Regions from separate parts of the Mus musculus genome. Here region 1 is linked to region 2. The links are chromatin contacts, called in public Hi-C maps. All regions are on one chromosome and are shown on one strand. The core of a region is the stretch at or near the end of the contact, and the rest is flanking DNA. Distances in the headings are between cores, read along the strand shown. Region 1 holds the start of Carmil1 (capping protein regulator and myosin 1 linker 1). Region 2 overlaps Carmil1 (capping protein regulator and myosin 1 linker 1).

The links. A called contact is a pair of places that touch in the nucleus more often than the background predicts.
Region 1: a contact with region 2 is called in a Hi-C map of CD8 T cells, with 2.9 times the contacts expected there. The contact joins the promoter of Carmil1 here to the enhancer-like site in region 2. A contact is called at or near these places in 4 of 39 promoter capture datasets (the 3T3-L1 cell line, hematopoietic stem and progenitor cells and hippocampal neurons), 2 of 484 Hi-C or Micro-C datasets (CD8 T cells and Sertoli cells), 8 of 115 datasets of contacts at active chromatin or transcription factors (double positive thymocytes, embryonic stem cells, forebrain and 2 more) and 3 of 9 other capture datasets (adipose tissue, liver and pancreatic islet).

Annotation. Positions count from the first base shown.
Region 1 is chr13:24,276,955-24,282,519 of GRCm38.p6, reverse strand. Carmil1 (capping protein regulator and myosin 1 linker 1) reads left to right here and starts at 1,730. Exons shown (of 38, transcript NM_026825.3): 1 at 1,730-1,959. The coding sequence starts at 1,920.
Region 2 is chr13:24,227,507-24,233,259 of GRCm38.p6, reverse strand. All of the region lies in intron 2 of Carmil1 (capping protein regulator and myosin 1 linker 1), which reads left to right. Among named protein-coding and RNA genes, the nearest start is that of Carmil1, 50 kb to the left of the region's middle. Within about 2 kb of position 2,034, at least 44 of the 459 cell types and tissues checked have an H3K27ac peak or open chromatin away from gene starts, as enhancers often do. A contact at or near this core is called in CD8 T cells, where this site is marked.

The DNA of each region.
Region 1 (5,565 bases), core at 481-2,980, 50 kb before region 2:
TGTGAGGAAATCTTCATCCATGTAAGGGTACATGACTGCTTTAGGGTCACCCACACTCCAGTAAGTAACCCCTCACCCGTGTTCTGTGTAAGTCCAGTAACCACATTGGTTCTCCAAGATGGACTTTGATGAAACGGAACTCTGTGGTTGGAGCCCTGCAAGGAGGGTGTCTGTTTACAGTCTTCCCAAGGAAAGAGCTCAACCAGCAGTACTCTAGAGGAAACTAAACATTGTTCTTAGAAAAGCAAGGTCCATAGCAGTCTTCAAAACCAGACTACCAACTCAGCCTAATAGCACATGCCAGGATCCTGGCACCTGGAGGCCGAGGCAGGAGAACTGTGGCCTAGCCTACCAGTGAGACACTTAAAAAAAAAAAAAAAAAAAAAAGGAAAAAAAAAATCAAACCACCAATAGTAGACTTAACAGTCAGATGTTTCCCTGTGACACCGGCACTCTGAAAGGCAGAGGGAGACAGATCTTTGCTTTGTAGACATGACAAGCTTGGTCTAGTTAGCAAGTTCCAGGCCAACCTGGGTTACATATTGAGACCCTGTCTCAAAAACTAACCCACCCACCCATCCACCAACCAATACAACTACAATAACAGAACCTAAGCTGCCAGAGGCCAGTGTTTCCCCCTCTTTTCCCCTCTCCCTCTTTTCAACCCTTTAAAGCAGGAACCTGATTGGTCAGTCAGGGACATTCTCTTTGGGTGATGGAAGTGCACATAAGTACTCCAGAACCTGAGATCTTTCCTCTGGGAAGGTTGGATGGGTTGGGTAAAATTGAATCAGATTTAGCAGCAGGAATATTCCAGCTTTTGGCAACCATGTCTGGTCCTCCGATTTGCCCCAAGCTTAAGGAGACTGGGTCGCCATTAAAAGGCATTTTCCAAAGGGGCCCCTGTCTTGCCATCTTACGGTTGTCTATTGATTGCATGTAGCTCTTAATCAACATAGATGGGGAATTAACAATGAGGGTGCGAAGACACAAGGCTCAGCGGGGCCCGAGATCCAGAAGTGCACGAAAGGATCTCAGAAAGCACTAGCTTCCGCGCTGGGGGCTCTGCAGCTCTGAGCCTCAGGGTCCATTGGCCTGCCTGGATTTGGGGGATAAACCCTCGCGCAGCCCGGGCCCTCCACGCTGGCAGCCAGCAGATGGCTCTCGGGCTCTCTCAACTGCACGGTCTATCCCTCTCCAGACGCAAGCGTCTGCTGCACCGAAGCGAGGCTGCGAGGAGGGGCGCCGAGCCCGGCGCCGCCGCAGCAGTCAAGGCAGCAGCCACCGCAGCCAAGCACCGCGTCGGTCCCCGGGCTGTGCCCCGCGCCGGGCACCGTGCGCCCAGGCCCGGAGGCCGGCCGGGGACCCGTGCGGAGGCCGCTCTCGCGAGGCGGGGAGGAGACGCAGGGGGACCAGGAGGAGGAGCAGGAGAGGGTGAAGGAGAGGAGGAGGAGCGGGAGAAGGGGAAGGAGGAGAGCAGAGCCGGCCCGCCCCTGCCCAGCCCAGCCCGCAGGAGGCCGAGACCAGCCAGGCGGCCCAACCCTCGCCTTCCGCTTCACCTACGCCCAAGGTGCGGCGCAGAGGCCGGGCTGCGCGGCGCCCGCCCGGGAAGAAGCCGGTGTTGCAGCCGCCTTGCGTTCGGCCCCTGAAGCAGCGAGCCGAGAGGGAGGCATGTAGCGACGGCCGCAGAGCCAGCTCGGATTTTCAACTCTTAGGATTTTTTTTTTTTTTTTTTTTTTTTTTTTTTGGTACTGCGGGCGCGCGGCAACCTTGGATCAACGCCCCGCTGCTCCGGCCGGCCCACTCTTTCCTTGCAAGCTGCGGCTTCCTCGCGGAAACATTAAAGGGTCTGAAGAAGGGCGCGGGGCCGAGAGTCAGAGAGTGGGACCCGGGATCTCCCCGCGCCCAGTGGGGCAACCATGACCGACGAGAGCTCCGATGTCCCCCGGGAGTTAATGGGTAAGCTTGGCGCGGGGGCCGACTGGCCATCTTTCTCTGCGCACACCTCCTTTCCGCCTCCCTTCCCATCTCCGTCCTCTCGCAGTCTCCGCGCTCTCCTGCGCAAGTGGCGTGGGGCAGGGTCGCCGGGGGAGGGGGCGGGGTGGGGGGAGAGGCTAGAAGTTTGCTGGCCCGATGGCCGCAGGAACTGGGTGCAGAGAGAGAAGAAGGAGTGGAGAGGAATCTGGAGCCCTGGGGGACTCCACGCAGATCTCCCTGCTCAGCCCCACCAGGTGAGTCAGGTTGGCGGAAGATGGAGCTGGAGGGGCGTCCCTTCCAGTGGCCAACTCCCTGGTCCCAAACTCTGGAAAGTCTGGTAAAGCCTAGCAAGGAGGATGCCTGGCGACTGTAGGTTCCCTCGGGCTCATGTCAGGCACCCTCCAGGAAATTCCCGTTTGGGGCTGCCCCTCTTACTGACGGCCTCAGGGATGGAGGCGCCCGTCCAGCGTCAGGACCCAGCCTGACAAGGCGTGGCTTTGAGGATTGAGTTGGAAGCTAGAGGGTTACCCGGCCGATGCCTTCTCAGTCCAGGAAATGGAGGGTTAATGATAAACGCCTCATTTTAATAATGATTAACCTGCCGACCACCTTCAGTCTCTTTGGGAACACGTGTGTTACCCTGTGCCAGGTGACTGGTTTGCTTGAGGCCCTTATTGGGGGAGGGGGTGTCTTCTTTTGGAGCAGAGGGCAGAGAGAGCATTGCTTGGAATTTAAGTCCTGGAGCTTAGCTTTATCTGGAAAGGTTAAATGGCAGAAGACAAATGGGCTAGGAGCGCTGGAAACCAGCGCTTATGCTCGTGTGGAGTGCGTTGACTTGCACTAAGGTGAATATGACTTTATGGACGTACTTTGAGCTCCAGTGACTGGTATTCCCTGAGGAATACTGGGCACACACTTGATGTTCCCTGGATTCCCTGGGCGCTGACAAGGAGGGAACGTTCTCACCGATTCACCATAGTCTGGAATTTGCCCCTCTGCTGTCCACCCAGCATTGATACTTGAGAGGGCATGGTGTGCCCCCGCAAAGCTGCTCACTCTGCAGGTAAAACTTGGCGGGAAGAAGCTGTTGCCCGTTTTGTATGGAACTCTGCCTTTGTTGAACTGAAAACATGCCAACACACACACACACACACACACACACACACACGAAGTAAGGTATTTGTGCACACCCCCTACTTTGTCTCCTCAATTTCGAGACTCTTTCTGAGACATTATCGAGTGGCCCATCCGGTTCTGGGTGTTTCCAACACCCTGCCTGAACACGAAACTAACGCTGGAGGCTCCAAAGATGCCTCCAAGGGTGGCAGATTTCTAGAAAATCATGTAGCATTGTCCTGGGACCTGAAGTTTAGGTGATTTGGACTCCAGATAAAGTGTAAACGGTGAAATAAAAAGATGCTGCTGTTTATCAGCGGTTCTCAGTACTTAAGTATGTTTAAAAGGTGAATTTGACCCCTCTTTTGAAAGGAACTTTTGTGTTGAGTCAGTATTGTATATTGGTGATTTTGGAAGGATGGTGGCTCGAAGGACCCTTCTCCAGCTAACCATTTGGTGTATTCTCTTCATTGCCCTTCTGTGGTTTGTCTAATAGCATTTTCCTAGGCCTCTGTGTTGTCTGGTTAGGCTTTGGTGGTGGTGGGGTTCACCGATGTTGCTGGTTCCAGGAGCTCACAAGCATTTTAGCTGATCAGTTAAAACAGACTGCAAAGGCCTCGCTGCCTTTTCCTAAACTTCTCCTTTAAGGCCTGTAAGCTGTGTATGACATATCTTTCTATTAAAGGTTTTGTTGTTGTTTTGTTTTTTGTTTTAAAGACAAGGATTCTTGTAGCCCAAGATAGGTGCCGACTCACTAGATGAGTCTGACCTTAAGCTATTCTCACTCTCCCTCCTGCCTCAGTCTCCTGAATGCTGGTTTACATGTGTGCGCTGCCCTTAGGCTTTTATGGAATAGTTTTAAATACAGAAATCAGAGGGTGTGTGTGTGTGTGTGTGTGTGTGTGTGTGTGACAGTGGCCCAGGCTTTTAGTCCTAGCACTGGAGAGGCAGAAGCTAGGGGAACCTCTGTGAGCTCAAGGCTAGCATGGTCTACATACTGACTTCTAGGCCAGCCAAGACTACATAGAGAGACCTATGTCTCAACAAACAACAGACAAATAGACAAATGAAGAAGAAGAAAAAAAAGAAATACAAGGCAGAGGACAAGAATACTGGCCACATGCCACTTGTCACCACCCAGAAGCTGCTTTTATCCTTTGGATATAGCAGGGCAATTTCAGAGGCCTATGTCCACAGGTCTCTTAGTGGGGAGTCCATGCTGCCTTAGGCTCTGATGAGATAGTAGCTGGGCAGAGAATGCCCAGTGCCCAGCCTCCGTGCATGTACCCTGTCCTCATTCTGCCTGCTTGCTGTTCCTCAAGCTGCACTTTCATTTCCAGCCTTCTCTCTCTCTCTCTCTCTCTCTCACTTTTCCTCCAAGTGTCTGTATATACTAAGACATCTACATCATACAGAGTAATAATTCTACACCTCAGCGGGCTCTCTTGGAGACCCCACTGTGGAAACCAGAAGTCTGTTTCCTGGGGGCCTCTTCAGCTCAAAGTTCTTCTGTCCCAAACCCCCACACCCTGCTCTGTTTGTGAGCGGATGTGTTGTGTGAAGATTCAGTTAGTGGCATCTCTGGTGGCTTTTGCTAGATGTTAAACCACCATAGACAACAAGGAGATAGGAGGGCTGCTCATATTTACTGAATCCCTGAATAAGCCAAGATGGCTATAATAACAGAATACAGAGATATGAAAAGCTAGGAGAGGGAAGCTGAGATCTGAAAGATAAGCTGGATATTATCAGGAGACTAGGACAAAGACATCCCAGAAAAAAGAATACATAGAAACTCCTGGACTTATATAAGTCCAGGGAGACACAGACCCTTGCGTTTGTACTGAGAAATGGAGCTGGGGAGTGTGAGATTTACACGCCCTTGCTCAAATGACAATTCTCTCAACCTGGAGAGACAAACTCAAGCTGCCCATTCACAAAGGCTACCTACCATGTTAAGAAGGCAAGGGACAGCCTTAGGGAGAGAAGCCAGGGGTCTTTATGCTCCCGATCTGTGCAGCAGTTAGATTTTGGGCAACTTGATACCTCACTCACTCACAGAGTTGGAGAAAAGTGAGGTACCCAGCTCTCAGAGTGGCCGCTGAAGATGAGACTGAAGTTGATTTGGGACATGTTTAGGTTGGGCAGCTCATTAGTGTCACAGAAAGACAACTCTTTCTTCCAAACTTTGAAATCTTTCCTCTCTAATTCCTCTTTCTCCATGACCTTGGCATCCATATGCTATTGTGTTTTGATGATTTGGGGAGAGCTCTTTTCTGACCAAACCATTTGGGGTAGTCTCAGTGTCAGTTTGGTTACTTGACGGGATATTTCTATCTTGCGGAAGCCTCCACGTTCATCCCAATGACAAACAAATGCTGAGATTTCCCAAAAATAAATAAATAAGTACGTAAATAAATAGGAAAATACTGTTTGAGACGGCATCTTGTTTTCTCACACAGGCTTGCGTTG
Region 2 (5,753 bases), core at 785-3,284:
TGTGTATGCACATACCTCGCATGCATGTGCACGGACTCCACACACTTTTGAAGGGAACTTGTCTTGACTGCTGAGACCACAGGATCCTTGTGTGGTTTTGGCTTCCTCAGATGCAGAGACGGCACTGCGATTTTGTGTCCATGATTCCATAGCCCTAGTTTTCAGGCTACAGTTGTCCATGTGACCCAAGCAGGTCTCCTTCCCTGGGTCTTTGGAAAGACAGCACTGGGGAGATGGTACACATCTGTTTTCTGCGGTATGACGGAAGCCCCCAAGGAGTAGTGAGAAGAGGCTTGCCCAGGAATGCAGAAACCGGAGAGCTTTGTGCTTCTCTGATGTGGGCTACACTGCATCCCTTGGGAAGCCAGGGCAGCATTATGTTAGATAAGTAAAACCTTGGTTAGCAACTTTAAAGAAGAGTTTCCTGATGGCTGAACATTGAACATTGTATATCGGGTGTGCTTCCTGCTGTGCAAGGAAGGTTGATGTGCAGGGTTTCCTGAAGTTATTTGATAGTGGAGTGCTTTGGTGTGTTTCCATGAGGTAGGTGTGTGTGTGTGTGTGTGTGTGTGTGTGTGTGCAGGGAGCTTTGCATGGGACCAGTGTAAACTGCTGCTGGAAGACGATGTTGCTACTGGTGGTGTTGATGGGAGCTCGTAACCACTGATACTCCCTGCTCATGGGGATTCTGCTGCCCCAGAGAAACCTGGTTGTTCCTATCCTCATACAAATTCACAGTGTCAATTGCTGTGCTGGAGGCGGAGGCTGGAGCATTGCTTGATTCCTGAAGGCTGGCCTCAAAAACATAGCTAGAGCCCTCACACCAAAGTGCGGGTCAGAGAGGGTTGTGTGACTGTGAACGGCTTGCTGTCTCTTCTCCTGGCTTGGATTGTGCGATGGATGAATTGCTTTTTTTTCTATTGTGGCTTCTGGTTTCTCAGCCTACTTACCAGTCGCTCCTCCACAGACAGGGAAATGCAGCGTATAGATCTCCTGTTCTCTGTGCTTTTTCTCCTGGCTGATTACCTGCTGCTTTCCTTAGTCGCCAGACTGCCTCCCTCCCATCCTTCCAACTCCCTCCTCCTCTTCATTCTCCCCCTCTTTTGCTGTTTGATGCAGGGTCTCTTGCAGCTCAGTGTGGCCTCTACCTTTATGGCAGGATGGCCGGCTGGCCATGAATCTTACCTCTGGCTCCCAAGTGCTGGGATTGTAGGTGTTTGCCCCTGGCCTGCTTGTGAGGGTTTCACTCCATTTGTATTGCAGCTTGGGCTTCTGCCTGGGATAGCCTCCCCTCCCCTCCCTGCAGATGGACAATTAATTCACAGAAGTCCTGAAAGCATGCCAATCTGTTGATTTGACTTCCATGCAAGTGTGTAAATAACAGTGGCTTGAAATAAGGATGTGTACAATAGAAAAATAAACCAAGATTTCTGAAAAGTCTTCATTCTGGAAAACAGCATGAAGCAATTTTCATTCTGGTGCCCCGGTTGTTAAAACGATGTGATTCCGGAGGACGTGGTCATGTTATTTTTCATCTCCTAGATTTTTCTTAAGCTGGGCTTGAATGTTATAATTGTTTAAAATCAACTAAGAGAGAAGAGAAATAGGATAGGATATTTTTCCTGGTTCTGGTACATCCCAGGTAAGAAGTTACATTCGGGATGATTTGTGCATGAAGAGGTCCCACAGTGGGTTTCTGGATGCATTGTGAACAGCCAATCCCTGTAGATCCTATGAGCTGTCTGCCTTCCTGTGAGGTGTGGCCTGCCATGTGCATCCCCTTGTTTTCTGGGTGACTCTGCTTTCTGCATCGCTGTGTCCTTTAACACCAGCATCACTAGACTCACTGGAAACTAGAAGTTCAGTCTCTCACGCCTGGCTGGCTCTGTAGTCTGTTTTACCACCATCATTGCTCTTTGCCACTTCTACTACCTCAGTCTGGCCTGTATCTGCTTCTCAGCCTGCCCACTACTTCCCTGCTCTCCCTCTGTTACCCACACCACTTCTCTGAGAAAACCACACCAAAGCTTTCAGGTCCTTCCCAGTCTCTCTCTTGAATCATTGCTGTGCCCTTCTCTGAGCTACTCCATGCTCTGTGGAACATGCTCTGGGCTGTGCCTTGCCCAGGAAGCTGTATTTTGAGTTGTGCTAGGTGGTTTTTGTTGTTGTTGTTCGTGTGTGTGTGTGTGTGTGTGTGTGTGATATCTCAACACAAGCTCAGGACATCTGAGAAGAGGCAAACTTAATTGAGAAAATGCTTCTATCAGATTAGTCCATAGGCAGACCCGTGGGGCATTTTCTTGATTAATGATTGATGTGGGAGGGCCCACCCTCCTGTGGTGGGGCTGCCTGTGGGCAGGTGGTTCCCAGGTAGAAGAAGAAAACAAGCTGAGCAAACCATGTGGAGCAAGTGTGCTTCCTTCCTCCTTGGTTTCTGTTTCAGTTCCCACCTCCATGTTCCTGCCCTGTTGAGTTCCTGCCTAGATTTCCATCATTGATGAACTATAAATAGGATGGGCAAGCCAGATTACCGCTCTTGCCCTCAGGTTGCCCTTGGTCATGATCACTGTCATAGCAATAGAAAGCAAGCTAGGACACAGGATGAGTGTGAGTGTCGTTTGCATAAATGAACAGCTTCATTGTGAACCACAAGGCACAGACAGAAGTAACTTACCCATGTGAGTAATAGGCCTCACCAATGAACATCACAATGTAGAACAGGACCACAGATGCACGCAGGCATGACACAACCATGCTGGAAACCTGTGTATCAACTGTTGAACACAGCAGACCAGTGAAGGGTACAATTGTCTCACCTGCCTCCAAAGGCGTGGTAACACACTTTGGGACAGGGCCACAGTGACTCCCGATGACCATCTAGTACCTGTGTCATGGGATGGGATGGACATGTTGCACTGGCCCTATCTTAAACGCGTTCTCACGACCGGCCAGGAAGAACACAACAAACCAGAATCTTCCGCGGCAAAACTTTATTGCTTACATCTTCAGGAGCAGGAGCGCAAGCCCCCAGCCCCAAAAACGAAAGCCCCCCGCTTACATCTTTAGGAGCCAGAGCGCCAGCGCGCCAGAGCGCCAGAGCGCAGAGCAAGAGAGAGAATGGCGGAAACCCCGTTCCCTTTAAGGAGAATTATCCTTCGCCTAGGACGCATCACTCCCTGATTGGCTGCAGCCCATGGCCGAGTAAAGGCAGAGTACATGTAGTGGTAAAATACCTTTGGCACATGCGCAGATTATTTGTTTACCACTTAGAACACAGGATGTCAGCGCCATCTTGTGACGGCAAATGTGGGGGCGGCTCCCAACATCTCCCCCTTTCCTTTTAATAAGAGCAATAGGCCACCCATATTAATGAGAGTGGAGATAGAGGTCAAATCCCCAGTGTGCAGGTAAAGGAGCCATGTACAGGATTAGCTCTTAGGCTCACAGGCTTTTACCCAGAGCAACCCTGACCTGCTCCCGTGTCGTTTTGCCTGGAGAGAAGGACACTTGGACACTCAACCTTCTTGAAAGATGACATGTCTCCCTAGAATAGGCTCATATATGCCGCAGAGCCCTTCTACTGCAGTGCTTAGCCGTGCAACTCTCTCGGGCTGCTGAAGCACACTCACTCTATCCCGTGCAATGAGTCTGGCCTCGTGGGATGCAAGAGCTGAGTGGCCAGCGACCTATTGCCTAAGCATAGATATATCAGGGGAAGCACCATGTTCTAGAGCTGCAAGTGCCTGGGCAATAACCACCTTGTCTCTCCTAGTTTGGGCCTTAAGCTTACAGACCAACCAAAGAAGCAACACTAATCCACAGCAAAGTGTATCTCCAAATAATATCAATCCCACCCATTCTTTAAAGAAGGGAAATGCTGAGGAGATCCAATTGGGTAATCCTTTGGTCAGGGACAGGTCCAAGCGTGTGGAGTTGACCTGAAGTCTCAATTCTCGAAGGATCTGTTCAAATTCAGCCGTCCAATTCTGTAACATATACTGAAAAAGACTTTTTGACAAATTAGCTGCCCTAGTAAATTTCTCATACTGAATGGAAGTAACACACAATCCCGGAAACTTTTGTTCACATCCCAGCTGAGCTATTTGCCATAATACATCTAGTTGTTTCTGGACAAGATCTATGAGTTGATTAACCAGCATGAGACCACCCTGTATCTTGACATTAGCTGAGGCCTGTTTATCTATGACTGTAGTCACTGAGGCTGACAAAGTGTTAATGGTGTCAGTCGTCTGGACCTGTCCAGACAGAGCCAAGGCTGTCTGAATCAAGGCTAAACCCAGTTCCTAGTTAGTGGTAAAAGAGCAGGGGAATACTTGAGCATTATACATCACCGTCATTGGGAGTGGAAATGTCGACATTATCCCCCAACGCTGCTCTCTCTTTATTATTGACGCCCTGGACATCACCAAGACGAGGGACATCAGTATTCCCTTGGTCAGTCTGGATTTTTCGGGTGAGTCTTTCTGGTATCCAAAATGGGTTGTCTTCATTCTGTGGGAAAACACAAACCGCTCCCCTGGATCTTATCAAAATAGGATCCGGGCCATACCATTTATTATCAAGGACATTTTTCCATTTAACCATCTCATTGGGCCTATCTGGCTCTGAACAATGACGTTCAGCCGCAGTATGGCCATGAGCATCAATATTTAAAAAATTGAGTGTAAAGAGTGCCATAGACACAGACACTCTTGGTACTCGGGATAGAGTCTCCTCAATTCCCCTCTTCTGTTTTATAAGATAGGCTTTGAGGGTGCGATGCGCACGCTCAACAATACCCTGTCCTTGAGGGTTGTATGGAAGTCCAGTCAGGTGGGTTACGTCCATCTGATGGCAGAACTGCTGGAATTTTTGAGATGTATAAGCTGGTCCATTATCAGTCTTAAGGAGTTTGGGTTTTCCCCAAGCACTCCATGCCTCAAGACAATGTTGAATCACATGTGAGGCTTTTTCTCCGGTTAACGGTGTGGCAAACATTACACCAGAGCAGGTGTCAATAGAAACATGTAAATATTGATTTCTCCCAAAGGAGGAAATATGCGTGACATCCATTTGCCAGACCTGTAATGGCCTGACGCCACGAGGGTTTACCCCTACATGAGTAGATAAAATTTGACAACAATCTTTTCAGTAGAACCAATCCCTCTGGCGGCTCAAGGAATACCAGAGGAAGGAAAACAGCCATGTAGGCTTGGCAAAATTATTAGTTGAGCTATTCTGTCCCCTTGTGATATAGAAAAGACAACTTGAGGACAAGAACAGAGAACCTGAAGTTCCCCTTTATAATCCTGATCTACAACTCCAGGGTGGACAATAAGACCTTGTAGGCTGCAAGAGCCTGCCTCTGTCATACTGGCCACAAAATCTGAGAAGGACTCCTAAGGTCCCTGGACGATCTTTGTTAATTGTCCAGTGGCTTCACCTGCTCGGGAGAGCGCCTTTCAGGCCCTAATAGCCTTTTCATCTGATTCAGAACTATTAAGAACTGGCTCCTTGAACTCACCTAGTGATGAGTATAGGCTCCTTCTCCTAGAAACCTCCGCTAATTGATCTTTTTTCTTTTCTTTTTCCTTCTCCTTCCTTCCAATCTCTCCCCAGGTATTCTTACCTGACCTAAACTTTTCCTCGGGTTCAAGACCCTTGGAAAGGCCTGTATACTTATTTTGTGAACCATATTTCCTCTTTGCTCCTATTCTCTCTCCCCGCTTTACTTCTGATAGACTGTCCTGAAC